Regions from separate parts of the Podarcis muralis genome. Here region 1 is linked to region 2. The links are chromatin contacts, called in public Hi-C maps. All regions are on one chromosome and are shown on one strand. The core of a region is the stretch at or near the end of the contact, and the rest is flanking DNA. Distances in the headings are between cores, read along the strand shown. Region 1 holds the start of NDUFB1 (NADH:ubiquinone oxidoreductase subunit B1). Region 2 holds the start of LGMN (legumain).

Evidence for each region. Hi-C and Micro-C count contacts between places; a contact is called where the count stands out from the background.
Region 1: a Hi-C map of tail shows a contact between it and region 2, with 2.7 times the contacts expected there. The contact joins the promoter of NDUFB1 here to the promoter of LGMN in region 2. A contact is called at or near these places in 2 of 3 Hi-C or Micro-C datasets (blood and tail).

What each region holds. Positions count from the first base shown.
Region 1 is chr1:22,730,676-22,736,699 of rPodMur119.hap1.1, reverse strand. NDUFB1 (NADH:ubiquinone oxidoreductase subunit B1) reads right to left here and starts at 3,912. Exons shown (of 3, transcript XM_077924643.1): 1 at 3,753-3,912; 2 at 2,536-2,680. The coding sequence starts at 2,675. It overlaps CPSF2 (cleavage and polyadenylation specific factor 2), which reads left to right and starts at 4,101. Exons shown (of 15, transcript XM_028717378.2): 1 at 4,101-4,216.
Region 2 is chr1:22,408,519-22,414,417 of rPodMur119.hap1.1, reverse strand. It overlaps LGMN (legumain), which reads right to left and starts at 2,202. Exons shown (of 15, transcript XM_077924609.1): 1 at 2,046-2,202. GOLGA5 (golgin A5) reads left to right here and starts at 5,792. Exons shown (of 13, transcript XM_028717267.2): 1 at 5,792-5,899.

The sequences.
Region 1 (6,024 bases), core at 2,663-5,162, 320 kb before region 2:
GACTTGTGTAACTACCGTATTGGCCTGAATATAAGCCACACTTTCCCCCCAAATTCCGATTGTGAAAAGTTAAGTGCGGCTTATATTTGTGACCTTAAGGTATCGCTGCTGAAACAGCTGCCCACGAGGGCCCTCGGGGGTGCGGGACAATGGCACCCATCCAGACCAAGCTGCTGTTAAGGAAGGGGGGGGGGGGAGACCGCCAGCAAAGTGGCACGGCTCCCCCTCCCCAGGAACCAGCCCAGGAGCACGCAGCCCGCCCGCCGCTCCCAAGCCTTCCCTGGCGCCGGCTTGGGTAGGTAGTGCTGGGAGGTGGGTGTGCAGTGTGCTCGGAACCGAGCGCCTGCCACCCCCCCATTCAGGGCAATAGTGCCAGGAGGTGGGCTGCACCCACAAATAAGCCTTGAATTTTAAAAGTGTGGCTTATCTCCGGGTGCGTCTTATATTCAGGCCAATATGATATGCCTAAGCATGTGTCTGTTGTCAGCAAGAGAGCGCTACAGGAAAGAGGCAGGCAGGAGGCTTTCTCCTAAATAAACATGCGTACCATCAACCTGAAAGCCTTTTAAGAGCACATCCTCAATAAACCTTCCCTCTATTTGTGCCCCCAAACTTCACACCCTACTTCAACTAGCTGTAATGGGATAGCATGGTTTTTTACATTTACAATTCAAACTCTAATTGCATTAATACTTTTTTCTAACATGTGTGCCAAATTGGGCCACTTTTTTAACACTGTAGTCTCCATCCATTTTCCCGCTTTTGCATGACAACCACTAGCAATTTTAACATCAATGTGAGCACATATTTGCTTGCAAAATAATAATAATAATAATAATAATAATAATAATAATAGTACTAATGGTGTAGCTTTCACTTAAGATCCAAATCCCTATTTTCTTTACATGGGTGTACAATCGTATTTATATGATTGAATATGTTTATATATTTCCTTTCATAATATTAATTTAAAGATTAAGTACAAACATTGATAAATAATACTACAAAAGATTAAAAAGATAAAAGCAGCAGTTAAAAACTTAAAGCAAACAAAAAATTGCTGGTGCTTTGATTGATTTATTTAACAAAATTTGTATATCAATTGTCAACTAAGTGTCTAAGCAGTTACCAAAAATACAATCATACTTTGGGTTAAAGCTGCTTCAAGGTTGCAGTTTTTTAGGTTGCGGACCGCTGAAACCCAGAAGTACCAGAACGGGTTACTTCCGGGTTTTGGCGGTCGCGCATGCACAGAAGCACTAAATCGCTCTTTGCGCATATGCACCGAATTGCAGATGTGGGTTGCGAACGCTGCGGGTTGCGAACATGCATCCCGCATGGATCACGTTCACAACCTGAGCATCCACTGTATATAAAACACACAATAAAATACTTTTAAAAGGCCAATGTTAAAGAAAGTCTAATAAAATAATATAAATAAAAAAACAGTGAAAAATATACATTACAGTGGTACCTCGGGTTAAGAACTTAACTCGTTCTGGAGGTCCGTTCTTAACCTGAAACTGTTCTTAACCTGAAGCACCACTTTAGCTAATGGGGCCTCCCACTGCTGCTACTGCGCCGCCGGAGCACGATTTCTGTTCTCATCCTGAAGCAAAGTTCTTAACCCGAGGTACTATTTATGGGTTAGTGGAGTCTGTAACCTGGTGTCTGTAACCTGAAGCATCTGTAACCCGAGGTACCACTGTATAAGCAAAAATTACAGGCTATATGGCAACTTCACTTGGTTCCAACATTGCTATACTGGACGTGTAAACTGCTGTGGATAGGGCATTCTAAAAGAAGGATGAAAATAAAAACAACCAACCTTCTCTCTTGATGATAACATCTCTCATCTTGGATGAATGAGGTACACAGAGAAAACTACAACAGATTTTTTTTAAGGCTTGGGAGGCTGAGATCAGAATAGGTACTTCTTTTGGTAATTTGGTCCCATGTTATTTAGGCTTTGTGTGGGGCTCTTTTGACTTACTACATATTGACTAGGCCAGTGTTTTTCAACCACTGTTCCGCGGCACACTAGTGTGCCGCGAGATGTTGCCTGGTGTGCCGTGGGAAAAATGGAAAAATTCGAAAGATTTAAAAATAAAGTATTTTATAATTTTTCATATTTCTGTTTACTTACTATTTCATAATAAAGTAATTATAAAATACTTTCTTTGTGTTTATTTGATTACTATTCAAGAGAATTACTTTATATATAGTCAATATAGGCACAGAGTTAATTTTTTTAACATTTTCTAATGGTGGTGTGCCTCGTGATTTTTTTCATGAAACAAATGTGCCTTTGCAAAAAAAAGGTTGAAAAACACTGGACTAGGCCATTCCAGCCAAGGTATAACTGACACTATTTTGAATCATGATTGCAGATTGAACCTTTCAAAACTGCACTGATTTTTTGGTTTCTCAGAATTCCCAAGTAATGCAGGGTACAAGGCTGCTAGAACAGGCCTGTTGTTTCAAAATAGTGTTAATATCCCATCAAATAACATGTCAATATCTCACTTAACTAACCTTTGAAATAACTTGCTTTTGTTTCTGAAGAGTGCCATTTTCTCATCATTCTTCCTGTCCAAGTAACATCCCAACACAAATCCTATGGGGACCAAACTTAAGGCCCAGTGTTCTCGCACAAGATGCAAAATATTCACCATAGTTACTAATAAGAAAGAGAACCAAAAATAAAATAAAATCAACAGATAACGTATGGATGCCTAAAACATTTAAGCCACTTGTAAACAGTTAAACAAAAACATCCTAGAATAAAAAAAAATTAAGGCTGCAGTCCTATTCCAATTTACCTGGGAGTTAGCCTCATTTAACACAATGGGACTTACTTCTAAGTAGTTTGCTTTAATCTCCTACTGCAAATCAGTTTTAACTGAACGTCCACAAATTCTAGTGCTTTAATGGAAAGGGAGCAAAGCTTCTCTTTATGCACTGCATTTTATCATGCATAATTTTAAACATTTCTGTTACAGCTGAAGAAAAGCCTCGCTTGATCACACGGAAGGCCAATTGAATAATCTTGCTCTCAGTGGCCAACCAGCTGCCTTACGGGAAACCTGCAAGCAGGACCTACGTGCCACTTGCACTTACTCGCCCTCCTTGTGGCTTCCAGCCAGAGGCGAAAGAAACTAGGCTTTATTTCACCCAGGTCAAAGGCCCAGTTCGGTACACACACAGGCTGGCAGCCTCAATGGCGTCCCTCTGGAGGCTTCACCCGGGTCAGGAAATAAACAAACAAACCCGGCTAGCCGCCGACCCCGCATAGCTACGGCACTGCTTCCAGCAAGGGGGTATTATTCAGAGGTGAGGCAACCAGGACTGGACACGGCATTTCAAGCCAGGGGGACCCCATAACTTTGTGTAAATGGCAGTCAGTCTCTTCGTAACAAAAACACGGAATCTGCCTTTTGCTGCACCCCGGGGGGTGTCCACACCTTCACCCCTAAGTCTTATCGCTGGTTCCTACTCCGTTGGCGCCACTGTGAAATCCGAGGTTTTCCGTTCCTTACTCCTGGCTTAACACTGACACTTAACAATCGTCCTCCCTTTTTTTGTTTTCTTTTTACACAGTCTGGAGAGACGCGCTGGAAATTCCTTTCTCGTTTTAACAACCCTCCCCCCCCCCTTTTTTTTTTTTTTTGCCACCCCGCTCTTAATACGCCTAAACCTTACCTGGCCTGAAGGCCTACAAGCGCGATACCGACCTGAGGGCCTCAACAGACCAAGGACGCTTAGAGAGCCGCGCACTGAGCCCTCCGATGACCAGAGCCGGAATGAACCATTCGCGGAGCCGAGAGGGGTAGGCGGGCGAAATTTTCTCCGCCGCTCGCAGTGGGATTCCTTCGCTATGGCTTTGAGACTTTTCGAGACTCTGCTTAGAAGAACTCCAAATGAACATCAATGGCGGGAGGGGGCATCTTCATTAATCCAAGTGCTCCTCCTCTGGTTTACCCCCCCCCGTAAACGTCTCTGATAGTACAGCCCGCTCCATGGTTCGCTTTCAGAAGCGGCGGAAGCGGCTCCTCCGCCTCTTTCGGCGCGCTCGCCGGTTGTTTCCTCTCGGGCCAAAATGGCGGCTGAATGGGCTGAGTGTGGCTGAGTAAAGAGTCCCTCGCTTTTCCTCCTCCAGGCTTCCACTAGGTTTTAGGGGGGCCGGGAGTTAACAAGGGGCCGCCGTGCAGGTAAGGTTGCGATGAGTCTGGGGAAGGGAGCAAAGAGGCTTCCCTCCGCTTCCCCCAAAGGTGGCTTCGCATACACTCTTAGGATGAAACATGCGTGATCAGTTCTCAAGCCGTCTCCTGGTGGAGGATTTGAAAGGGCTACCACTGCAGGGCAGGTGGTGGGGTGAAGGTCTCGCTTCTGTGCAGTTTGGGGGGTGATTCCAACGTTACCTTTCTCCTTTCGCATCCAGACCCTTTGCAGGGTGTCTGAGCCAAGTCTCTGAGAGACACGATCTTGCTATACACACATATACGAAGGATCAGCATGCATAAGTGACTTGGTATGTAAAAACAAAATAATTATCAAAAGGTGTCATCACCATATCAGTTAAAAATCCTCTATCTGACAAATCCAAGGAGACCCTTAGCTGGGGTATTTCCTTAATTGATTACATATATATCTTATTCTTCCTTCCTTCCAAAGGAGCCCAGGGCAGAGAAGAGAATAAGCTCCATCTAACCTTTTATTTGTCAGGAAAACTATTGGGAGAGTGGCCTTATTTTCATGACAAGGGTTGGGGAGCAGTTTAACTGGTAGCATTCATAGTAAAAGACAGAATTGTACATCAAGTGGGGCTGATGGGAGTTGTAATCAGTTTTTCGTTAGTTGATTGTATTTATCAATCACCTTATACAGACAGTATAACCAAAAGGAGCCTCAAAGCAGTTCACAAAGATTTATTAGAAGTCCAAAACACCTGGAGAGCACCAGGTTGGGGAAGGCTGACTGAACTAGATGGTTCCTTTGTATTGCCCATCTTCTCAGTTTAGCTTTTGTAGATCTTCTTTGTATTCTTATAACTTAAGACATATTTGATTTTTATTGAATTAGAGGCGACTAACAAATTCTAATAATAATAATAATAATAATAATAATAAATGATAATAGGGCAAGTGAAGTGTGCATGGAGGGAGGACTTGTATATTGCTGTTCTCCTTCTGTGTTCATTTTCAGTTAGTTGCAGTTTATCATTACGTCTGAATCCAAAACTGATAAATCTGAATTATGGTTTTGCAAAACATGCCAATGTCATAAACTACAATTTGAAGATGGCATGTTTCTCTAAATGGGTGTGGAACAACCATTTGTTGTTGCACTACAACTTCCATCATCTTTAGTTCGACATTTCTTATCTTTCCTATTTGTAGGACTTGATGCAGCTAAGAACTCTATGGCCATGTTCACATGTAAGGAAACCCAGACTTTCTTACTTAATGTGAACTTACTGTGAATAAGTAGCATGCTTCTGCACACTACCTGATCATTATGCTTCACACTTCCTCTGGTGTAAGCAATATAAACAGACCAGGAAGCCTTGACTTGCCATAACACCCAACCCAGGGAGTGTGATTTGTCCCCTAATCTACAAACATTATAAGAAGAGCAATGCTGGATCAGACCAGAGGCCTATCTAGTATTCTCTTCTCACAGCCACAAGCGAGACCTGAACACAGCAGCATTCTTCCCACTTGCATTCCACAGCAGCTGGTATTTGGAGACTTACTGCCTCTGACACTGGAGGCATAACATGGGCATCATGACTAGCAGACATTGATTGTCTTATCCTCCATGAATTTGTCTAATCCTCTTTTAAAGCTGGTCAAGTTAATCACCAAGGCAGTAACAAACCATGGCTTAAGCTGGGCTTGAGATCATGGCTTGTTGGAGAGAAGCCACAACCCCTGATCTGGGTGTAATGGGAAACCAATATCAGGTCTGTTTATCTTGTTTGTGCCATGAAAGGAATGAAACAGGAGTAATCGGGCAGCATGC
Region 2 (5,899 bases), core at 953-3,452:
ATTGACAAATTTATACAAAACAGGTCACTGGGTGGCTGCTTTGTGGGAAAGTAACTCCTTATGAATTCTCTCAACACAAGGCAGAATTAGTTCCTGCTTTAGTCTTCCCTGAACCTACTGGCAGTTTCACTAGGACACATGGCTTCGACAGTTCAAGCGCACCAACTGCACCAGTACGAAGTGTTAAAAATTGTGGGTCTCTTATACATGGATAGTGCATGGGGGGGGGGGCGAGCGATTGGTGGCAGCTGCGAGCAGGAGATTGAGTGGCAATTGGGCGGGTGACTGATGCCTGCGGCAAGGGCTGCTTGCGATTGGCTGTTGCTGCAGCAATTGGGCGGTCGAGGTGTGCAACTGGCAGCGGCGGTCGGGCGGTTGAGCGTTTTTCAGCAATCCCCCCCCCCCAAGCTTTACAACTCTGGGCAATCGCCCCCCATTTCCTTAATTTGGAGTTCCCAAAAACAGGGGTCTTATACAAGGGAAAATACGGTATACATTACAAGTTCTTCACTGCCTATTACTGGTTCCTGTTTGCAAACAATTTTCAAAAGCAAGCCTGCAGCTAAATATTTACACTTGTGGAATTTTAAATTTATCTCTGTAAACTCTCTTATCAACTATTGCAAAAGGTACAGAGCTGAATACCAAACCAACTCCTCCCCCACTCAGGACTCAACATGACTAGGGTTACAATACCAGAGAAACGTGACTGAGTTCCAGGAAAAGGCATTACCTAAAGTCCTCCCACATCTTAAAATGCAAATAGTATGGCTGGTTGGAAAAGATATACAACCAACTGCCTCACCCCAAAGCACACAGAGGGGTGTAATCAGAGTTCCTCTAGGGTGCTATTCCGCTAAGTTTCACTCAGAGCTCACCAAATGAAATTAATGGACCTAACTTAGAATCATAGAATTGTAATAGCTGTCAACTTTCAGATTTGAAAATAAGGGATCAGCAGCCTCAAAAATAAGGGATCAGCGTAGATATCTAACAATCCGGGATAGCAGCGGGAAATGGTGCTGGAATAAGGGAATTTCCTGCAAAAAAAGGGAAAGTTGACGGCTATGAGAATTGTAGAGTTGGAAGGAACCTCGAGGGTCATCTAGTCCAGCATTGCAGGAAGATGCAGGAAGCCTCTATGCGGAACTGAACCCATGACCTTGCGAGTTATCAAGCACCACACTCTAGCCATGGTCAGATCACTTCCTGGTGCAACTGGACTTTTAATGTTTAACGGACTATTGCATTTTAATATTCTGTTGGAAGCAGACCAGAGTGGCTAGGGAAACCCAGCCAGATGGGTGGGGAATAAATAATGAATTATTATTATTATTTTTTATTATTATTATTATTATTATTATTATTATTATTATTATTATTATTATTATCGGGAGTTAACTAATTTCATTGGGGCTCCTCTGAGCAAAACATTATCAGAAACTTGTTGCTCAGTTGGACTTATGAGTACAAAACTGTAATGCAAGTGATTTGGGGGGGGGGGAGTATATGCACGAGAGCCTCAATCCACGGAAACAAATGGGTTCCAGAGCGCTTGAGTAGGATCAGGTTGCGCATACCTACAGAATCCAATATAACCCCAACAACCTGGGGATGATGCATAGATGTGTGTGGGTTGGGGGTGTGCGCACGTGGCCCACATTGGTAGAAACTCCCGCTGTGCATGTTGTCATTATTATTATTCTGGATTAAATTTGTGCTCCGCCCTTTGATGCGTAGATCTCAGGGCGGCGCACAACAGGAAAACCACAATGTTGTTGCAGCCACCGCAATAGGCGAAGCGGCTGGCGGGCTTGGGGCAAGAGGAGAGACCACCTCGACCTCCGGCAAAGCAAAGCGACGACCCCTGTGGTCTCGCTGACTCGCACCCTCCATTCCGCAGCAAGTGCGGTCCCACTGCCGCCCTCGCCCCCCACAACTGGCAACCCAAATTTAAGGGGAGGGGGACGCATAACGCTTCTATACATTGCTACATAAACGCGCGCGCACCGTTCAGACTTAGGCCCCGGGCCCCGACCTCTTACCAAAAGCTGGAAGGAGAGGGCGGGTCGTCGCCGCTGCTGCTGCCACCCGCTTTCTCGCGCCCACCCCGCACTCTGCAAACACAGGAAACCAAAGCCCAGCGGTGGCGGAGACGGCGGCAGCGGCTGAGGTTCGTGCGGCCGCGGGAGATACTTATAGGCGAGGAGCGGCAGGGGCGGGGCAAGAGCCTGACGGGCAGGCCTGGAGTCCACTGGCTGGGCGGCGAGGGGGTCGGCCCACATCGGACGGGATGGCGATCCCTATGGAACGGGCGGTGCATGTCGGGAATGGGAGGCCTCCGTCGCCGAGCGCCTCTGGGGGCGGGGCTCCCGCTAAGGGGGAAAGCCTCGCTCATAAACACAAGGCAGTCGGCCGGCCCTGCGAGGCAGGCCGCTCCGGGGTCAGCGGGGCTTAGTGCCTCGTGGGCGTGGGGATAAAAAGGGGGCCGCCTTGAACTTCTTGGCGGAAGGGTGGGCTATACCTGTAATAATAACAACTATTATTATTATTATTTGCAGTAATAATGATAATACATCCTAATAATAATGATTTACATCTTATGCCCTGTTAAAATGCGTTTTTTGTGGGGACGGCCCTATTGGGTTGTTTTTGTTTTTATTATGTATTTTGAGGTTTTATATCTTGATTTTATTCTTTGCCTCGCGGGTATATAAACTCAATAAATGATCATGATTTCTGAAATCAGTTTATGAGTCTCGCTCACAACACGATCCCTGTGTATGTTTTTAATACATTGAGTTCCATGGGAAACGGGGGGGGGGGGGGCTTTTATTTTCACAACAACCCTGTGAAGTAGGTTAGGCTGAGAGGAGGTGACTGGCCCAAGATTACCCGCTGGGCTTCATGGCTGAAGTGAGGATTTGAAATCGGGTCTCCCAGGTTCTCCTCAAACATTTTAATCACCAGTCACACGGGTTGGCACAGCCGGCGCCCTATCATTAGACAAGAGTGTGGAGGCTGTTCTCAGGCAACTGGTTTTGTTAGGGAGGGTAGGATTTTGTCTCTCAGCTTGGCTGGCCTTCGGTATTATTATGTACCTTGATTTGAAGGTGAGGGGCCAGTTTGCTGTTCTGCCCCAGAGAACAAAATGTCTTTGGACAGGTCTAGAGGTCATGTGGCTCCACTACACAAAATACTTCGAAAACATTTGAGAAGTTTCAGTGACCTCTGCTGGATGAAAACTGAAATTCCATTTGCTGGAGAAGGAAGTTTCAGCTCAAAACATATTTTTAATTTTTAATCTCTCTTTCGCTCTTGCGCCAACTTTTCTTCGCAGCTTTACTAACCATGGCAATCTCTTTTTGTTTTAGCAACCCTGAACAATTTAGTGTCATCAACATGAATAACTTGGGACCATTCATTTTAATGGGGCTACTCTAAGTAGAACTTAGTCAGATACTACCCAAAAGCATCACTAGCTCAGATGCTACTTCACTTTCACTACAAGCTTATGATATTGTTATGAGTTAGTAGGTACTAGACATTCCTAGTACTCCTGACTCTAGAATTTAATTAAAGCTCAATGTTAAGATTAGGTGCCAGACTCCTGTGTATTAAGTTGTGTGCAATACATTTTTAATCCCCTGGAATTAAAAAGCTAATTAAGGATTAAAAAGCCAATTAAATTAGGGTGAGCTTCATTGTGAGATGACAGTTTATGGAACGAGCCCTTAAGAAGACAACACATCAAAGAGACTGTGTGAGATAGCAAATGGCTGAGGCCTCTCCCTCAACTCAGAGTTAGACAATAAAGCCAGATTTTAGAGAGGTTTAGAGTGAGAAGCAATGTGAGTTAGGGATTATGTGACTGGGTTGCAAAGCAGCAAGCAGAGCATGATGTCTGTTTGAATCCAGGGCTGCAGCTATGGGAGAAGCAAAACTAGGCATAGGCAAACTTGGCTCTCCAGATGTTTTGGGACTACAACTCCCATCATCCCGAGCCAACAGGACCAGTGGTCAGGGTTGATGGGAGTTGTAGTCCCAAAACATCTGGAGGGCCGAGTTTGCCTATGCCTGAGCAAGACCCTCTTGGGATGTTAATCCTTGAACTCCTCCATCGTAGGCTCAGGTTGTATATATGTGTAAATAAACCATATATCATAAAAACAACACAGCCTCCGCTGTGCCTCATTTCCGAAAGGAAACACAAACCCTGTATTTTGCAAGCCACACTGAGCACTCTGCAATGGAATGAAGATCCCAAAATACATGTATACACAATGGGACAGCAGCAGGTGCGTATCTTGTGTTCATGGACACACTTCACTAGAATCAAATGGGCTGGGGTGTAACACTGGACAGCAGACAGGCTATCTGATCATTATTCTTGCCCATGCCCAGCCAATATAGTCCTGTAACCCAACCTGATATTGTACTATAACCAATGAAGTTGTGGCCTGTTTTGTACCCATAACTAAGACCTACATCTGCACCATACATTTAAAGCACTTTTATACAACTTTGAACAGTTTCCCCCAAAGACTCCTGGGAACTGTGGTTTGTGGAGGATCCTGAGATTTGTTGTAAAGACTCATATTCCCTTCCCAAAACTACATTTTGACAGAGTAGCTTGTCAATCTTGCTTCCCAGGGAACCCTGAGAATTTTAACTATGAGGATTCAAGAAAAAGGGCCATGCAGCTCATAGTTAAACTCTGGGATTTGTTACCACAACAATTTTCACCAACTTTTAAAGCTTTAAAGGAGAATTAGGAAACCTCATGGGTGGAGGGAAGTACTGGGCTGTGGGGGAGGGAAGTGAAGGGATTAATTGAAATTGTTAAAGACTGGTATAGGATTTAAGAGATTTAAATTTTTATATTCTATAAGGAAAGCAGAAAGGAGCAAGAAATATCAAGTAAAGGTATCGGAGGGAAGATCAGTGTAAATGAAAACATGAGATTTATGGTTTTGTTACATATGATTTTATTTTGGAGTTGTCTGTTGTAAAGAATGTATATTATGTGAATAAAATAATAAAGGATTTGGAAGTACTGGGGGGGAGGAACCTCATGGAAGATGAGGCTATTAAATACTACTTGTCATACTTGTTCCCATATGATGAAACCATCATCAATATAGTGTTACCACACCTAAAGTGATTGCAAAAAGTGGATTGCAATAAACAAAAATACATTTAATATCAATGTCCTCTGTAGAGATTAGTTTTCTAAGATAATAATGCGTGATCTCAGCTTCAGTCCGTTTTAAAACATGATGGCATCATCATCTGCTCACTATCCACATGAGAAGCAGAGAAGGACACTTTTGTAGCTATCTGCTAGAATTTCACATGTGCAAACACCTGGTGCACAATAAAGGCTTTCCCTTCAGTTACTTCTGAGTAGTAGAGATAATTTCAGGGGTCAGGGATGATGGGAACTCTAGTCCAAAAACAGTTGGGGAAACCCTGATCTGGACAGTCTTGAGCATTTGGAGAAAAGGCAGAAGCTCAAATCAAGCCCGTTAGCATTGGAAGTAGGAGTGGGAAACCCCTTCAGCTATCAGGATCACTCCCATATCTAAAAAACTGGGCGGATTTCCCTCTCCTCAAGGCACTCGCAAAGAGGGAGAAAGCAAAGAAACCTCGGCTACGTTTCAACTCCACGGGCTACTCTATTCATGGCCCTATCTCTAGACACTTCGAACGCCGCCTTTCTACGTAACGGGGGCGCGGCCACCGGGGACGTGCGTGCTCGCGTCACTTCCGCACGGGGTCAGCCGCCTTGCGAAGGGTTGGCCGACGTGGGGCTGACGCCGCTGGGTCCTCGTGCCCGCTGGTTAGTGGCCACGTCTCCCGGAAGATGGATCCGGGGAGCCCTGGCTAGACTGCGGCC